2 separate regions of the Ovis aries genome follow, and region 2 is linked to region 1. Evidence: chromatin contacts called from public Hi-C data. All regions are on one chromosome and are shown on one strand. Each heading gives the region's core, a stretch centred on a gene start, on an enhancer-like site or on the middle of the called end of the contact. The rest is flanking DNA. Distances are from core to core; before and after follow the strand shown. Region 1 has its middle 87 kb from the start of NUAK1. Region 2 holds the start of NUAK1 (NUAK family kinase 1).

Region 1 (2,527 bases), core at 20-2,519:
TGGCCAGGGGGGACCCACACCCACTGTTGGGAGCTGACCTTGTCCCATCTCTTCTCTGTGAAAGTAAAGCTTTGCTCCATCCCGTATTTGACTGCACTGTGTTCTCGAAGACTCTGGTAACAAGATGCAGTGGGGGTAGAAGTGTCTAGAATCTTCCCCTGGGACTGGCGACCTGGGCACCATACTGCTCCACAGTGACCCTGAAGGGAGGGAGCTTGGCACTGACCGAGCCAGCACTCTTCTCCCTTCCTCTGATCTGCCAGTAGCTACCCCTCCCCCCGACCCCGCCCTCAGCTGAACTTCAATGGGACCCACAGGGCAGGGACATCTTCTGATGTGATCAACACCTTCTAAGGGCTCAGAGCACATGGCAAAAGGTGGGGAGTACTTCTGGAGGGACACATGGTAGATCCTCAGCATAGGCATGAGCTATTACTGCCTCTATTTCCTGGACGAGGAAGACAAAGCTCAGAGAGGATAGACAGACGACGAGCCCACAATTACATACTCCTTCCTTCTCACTCTAAAGCTTGTGCTCATTGCTGTCACTCTGGCCCTGGAGCTTGTGGTTGTAGCTTTACTGCTTCTGAAAAGAGATGCACAGGCTGTGTGTCAGGCAGGACATGGGGATTGACCCTGATTGGGCTTCTACTTTGCACTGTATTAGACAATTTACTCTCAACAGGCCTGTTGACACCAGTATTGCTGATTTCTTTCTCTGTGTGAAGAATCTGAGCCTCAGAGAGGTTAAGAAGCTTGCTTGAGACTGCACAGCTGGTGAAGGTACTAACCTAAGTCTGTTGGGTTCCTGAGTCCATGATCTTTCCACTGCTTCACGGGGCAGAGGCAGGAGGAAGGAGACAGATAAGGGGCTGCTGCGTAGGCCGTTTGGGGATGGGAAGCAGGAAAAGAGGAGAATTCAGGGGCCTGGGAAGTATAACTGACTTCCCAGAACTGACTCATTGGAAAAGACCCTGATGCTGGGAAAGACTGAAGGCAGGAGGCGAAGGGGACGACATAGGATGAGATGCTTGGATGGCATCACTGACTCGGTGGACATGAGTTTGAGCAAGCTTCAGGAATTGGTGACGGACAGGGAGGAATGGTGTGCTGCAGTCCATGGGGTCGCAAAGACTTGGACACGACTGAGCAAATGAACTGAACTGGGAAGCATAAGGCGTGCAGGCAGGTGTCCCAGAGTGCCATCTGGAGTTCCATGAAGTCCCCGCAAGCAGCCTTTATCTCTGCAAAATCAGGCCAGCTGGCCGGTGCCAAGCTGCAGCTTTGCTGGGAAGCCTAAGAGCCTTGTGCTTTGGGAGCAGTGGCTGGCGTGGATGATTAGGCAGCAGATGGGAACTTGAAGTCACATGTCGGACAGAGCCCAGCCGGCAGGATCTGAGTCCTCCACAGCACTCTCACATGTTTGAGACGCTCTAAATTCTCCCTCCTTGACTGTGCTTCCCACTCCCTCCCAATCCCTCCTCCCTCCCTTTCCTTTCGCTGTTTTTGGCCATAACTTTTGTTTTCTCAAGTCCCTCTGCCTTCTCCTGGGACCTGGGGATACATGCTCACTGTGATATTTTTCAGGCCTCTCCCATGCAACGCATTAGAATAAAAGCCACTTTTTCCCCACCCAGAAAACCTGCTTTTCTTCCTCTTTAGTTTCCCGCTTTGCTTGAAGGCATCAGATGAGGACAGAACCTAGGAAGAGCCGGCTCTCCACCTCCGTCTCCAGTCGGTTTCTCCATCACCCTCCATGCCATGTCTGCTCCCACCTCCAGCGTCCTGGTTTTCACCCTTATCCTCTCCCACACCAGCTCATCTTTCTTCCTTCCTTCCCCACTCCCTTCTGCATACTGCCTTCTTCTTTCCTCAGTCCCTCCTGCACACTGCCACCACAGGTGTCTCTCTAAAGCACAGATCGGATCGCGCTTGTAAAACATTTTCTAGGACAGATCCACAGTCTTAGTGTTACTGAGCAGGGGCTCACTATGTGATGCACAAAGAAGCCAATATTACGACACTGGCTTTTGAGAAAAGAAGAGCTGTATTGGGAGGTCGATTGGCAAGGAGACAGGAGGCCAAGCTCACAAGTCTGTTTCCCTGATCCAGAATCTAGGGTGAAATTTAAAGGGTTCAGGGAATTTAAAACTTGGAAGCTGATTGGCTGGTCTCCAATCAGTCCATATTAGCTACTCGGGCTGCTGGAGACCAGATTTTCCTTACTGCAGCACTCCTCGCTTTGTAAAGGGCTCTGGTGGCAGTATTTCTATTCTTTGAGCTCCATAGACTGAAGGTTCTGGGTTCCGGGTCATCCTGGAGACTTGGAGTCCCAACTTGAACAGATGCAGTGCTGTCTGTGAAATAACTCAATCAATCTGTTTAAGGGAGGCAAACCTCTTCCCTGGAGGCTTACATGGTAAGTAGTCTGCCTGCAATGTAGTAGACCCGAGTTCGATTCCGGGGTCAGGAAGATCCCCTGGAGAAGGAAATGGCAACCCACTCCAGTATTCTTGCCTGGAAAATT
Region 2 (2,527 bases), core at 13-2,512, 87 kb before region 1:
ACCGAAGCTCTGTCATTTGACAAATGTCACACAGCCTAGCCACTGGGAAGCCAGGCTCAACCTGCCTGTTATTTATACTGACTCTCTAATCTACATATGCAAAGTCTACAGATTTTGTATAAAAGCAGAATAGTTGCAGGAGGCAGGCAGGGAGACCCTGCAAGGGTGGAGGACACGTATGGTGACTAATGTTACAGGCTATTATTCTGGCACTGCGGAGGGGACTTGCAGGGAGGACGTGCTGTTGCGGGATCCAGGGTAAGGTGATAAGGCATAGACAGGCCTGAAGACAGCAGGAATGCAGAGGGCTGAACCTGAGAGCTGCGGAGTAAGGGCAAGTCCGGCTCACTGGGGAAAAAATGAACCACCAGGCCATCTGCAGAACGCACCAGACATTCCTCACCCCTCACTCTTCCCATCCCAGTCTGGTATACCACACTATTGAAAAAACTCCCGAAGCGCCTTTTTCTCTTGCTTTCTTCCTTATTTTCCCTTGCTGCTTCTTAGAAGGTGGCAGCCTTGCCACCGTCGTAGGCCTTCCTGCCTGACCCTCGCTTGTGGGGGTGGGGTACTGGGTACCATCTCCAGGATCTGGCCATCTCAGTTAATGGAGAAATACAAACGGTCAAGGGGCCAAGCGGCCTGCCTGTCGCCCCTGGCTTAGCCAGTCTCAGGCCCTGCTCCATCCGAGGTCCCTGGTTTGCCCATCTCCAAACACAGCCTTGGCGGGCAGGGTAGGCGCCCAGCTGCATCCAGGCACCTCTAGCGACCCAAATCTCCTCTCCCAGGCGGGAGTCCTGGATAGTGTCGGAGGGCGGCAGTGCGGCGACCGGCCGCAGATTCAGCCTCGGAGCCTCCCTTCCTCCCCGCCTTCGCCTTTCTCCGGCGAGGGCGCGGGGCCGAGGTCAACGCGCCTCTCGGGGTTTTCAGGGGCGCCCAGCTGCCCCGACCCTGGCCCGGGAGAGCAGCCCTTCGCCAGCCGGGATGGGGGTCTGCGAGGCGGGGGCGGCAGCCTGGGCTGAGCGCGAGGGGGTGCGCACCGCCGCGGGGGAGGGCGAGCCGTGACTCACCGCCTGTAACCCAACACCCGCGCGCCTCCCCTCCCCCAGCCTCTCCCCGTCTCCGGCCTGGCGGCCGCGGCGACACCTAAAAGAAAATGAAGGGGCGCCCGAGCCCGCAGCGCCCCCGGCCGGATCGCCAGCGGGCCCCGGGGGCCCCCGGCTCCGAGCGCTCTCGTCTACCCGGCGCCGGGGCTCGGCGAGCCGCCGCCGTCGCCGCAGCCAGGGCGCAAGCAGGAAGGGAGGCCGCGCGGCCGGAGCCGAAGTCCGAGGAGGCGGCGGCGGCGGCGAGCCCGCGGTAGCGGCGGCGGCGGCGGCGGCGGCGGCGGGCGAGCCGGGGGAGGGGGCGCCCGGGCTGGGAACCCCCCCCGTCTCTTTCCCAGCCGAGCGAGGACAAAGCCCCCTGGCCGCCGGCGCGGCCTAGCCGGCGCTGCACAAAGGGCGAGTCGCGACACGCTTCCATCCCCCTCCCAGTTCGGGGTGGCCCCAGGCCCGGGAGGCGGGCGGGAGTTGGGGGGGAGCCCCGGCCGCGCCGCCCCTCGCCCCCCTCCCCGGGGGCCGGCCCGCGCGCCGCCCCCGCCCCCGCGCCCGCCCAGTCTGCGCGTCCTCCCGGGGAGGGGTCTGGGGGCGCGGCGCCCCACATAACACTCCCCCTCCTGCGCTCGGGGCCACCCCTCTCCCCTCCCTCCTGCGAACACCACCGCCTCCCCTGCCACCGCCGCCACCTCGCCCGACGCGCCGCAGCTCGCCGCGGCCGGTGGGCGGTGCGCGGATCGTGCGCGCCCGGGGCGCCAGATGTGCAGTCCCCGCCGCCGCCAGTGACCCAGCCGCAGCCCCGGCGGGAGCCGGCCGCCTTCCCGATGCTGCGGGGGCGACCGTGAGCGCGCCCAGCTTTCTCTCGGCTGGGACCCCGACACCGCGAGCGCCGTGCTCGGTCCTGCCCTCTCCGGCCCTGCTCGCCCCGCATTCGGACATGGAGGGGGCCGCTGCGCCCGCGGCCGGCCCGGACTTGGGGCCGGGGGCGCCGGGCTCTCCGCCGGAGGCGGGTGCGATCGCAGCCCCCTCGGCGGCGGGCCCGGAGCCCAGGAAGCCGCACGGTGTGAAGCGGCATCACCACAAACACAACCTGAAGCACCGCTACGAGCTGCAGGAGACCCTGGGCAAAGGCACCTACGGCAAAGTCAAGCGGGCCACCGAGAGGTTTTCGGGCCGAGTGGTGAGTTGGGGGGAAACCCGGCGGGCTCGGTCTAGACGCGGCTGGGGACGCAGCGCTCACGCGACGGGGTTTGGGGCGCAGAGGGGGGTCTCTGGTCCGAGAGGGGGCTTCTCCGGAACCCCTAGACAGATTCCTCACTCTCACCACCGCCCCCCACCCCCGGCTCCAGCCCCCCGTGGCTCAGGCGTGTCTTTCTCCCGAAACACTTGTTACATCCTGTCTGCGCATATTTTGGGGGTTTTGATCCCGGCAG

The links. A called contact is a pair of places that touch in the nucleus more often than the background predicts.
Region 2: a contact with region 1 is called in a Hi-C map of hypothalamus, with 2.9 times the contacts expected there. The contact joins the promoter of NUAK1 here to the enhancer-like site in region 1. A contact is called at or near these places in 4 of 16 Hi-C or Micro-C datasets (hypothalamus, muscle, skin fibroblasts and 1 more).

Annotation. Positions count from the first base shown.
Region 1 is chr3:175,066,068-175,068,594 of ARS-UI_Ramb_v3.0, reverse strand. No RefSeq gene overlaps it. Among named protein-coding and RNA genes, the nearest start is that of NUAK1, 87 kb to the left of the region's middle. Within about 2 kb of position 1,269, at least 19 of the 54 cell types and tissues checked have an H3K27ac peak or open chromatin away from gene starts, as enhancers often do. A contact at or near this core is called in hypothalamus and tail adipose tissue, where this site is marked.
Region 2 is chr3:175,152,581-175,155,107 of ARS-UI_Ramb_v3.0, reverse strand. NUAK1 (NUAK family kinase 1) reads left to right here and starts at 1,262. Exons shown (of 7, transcript XM_027967685.3): 1 at 1,262-2,274. The coding sequence starts at 2,032.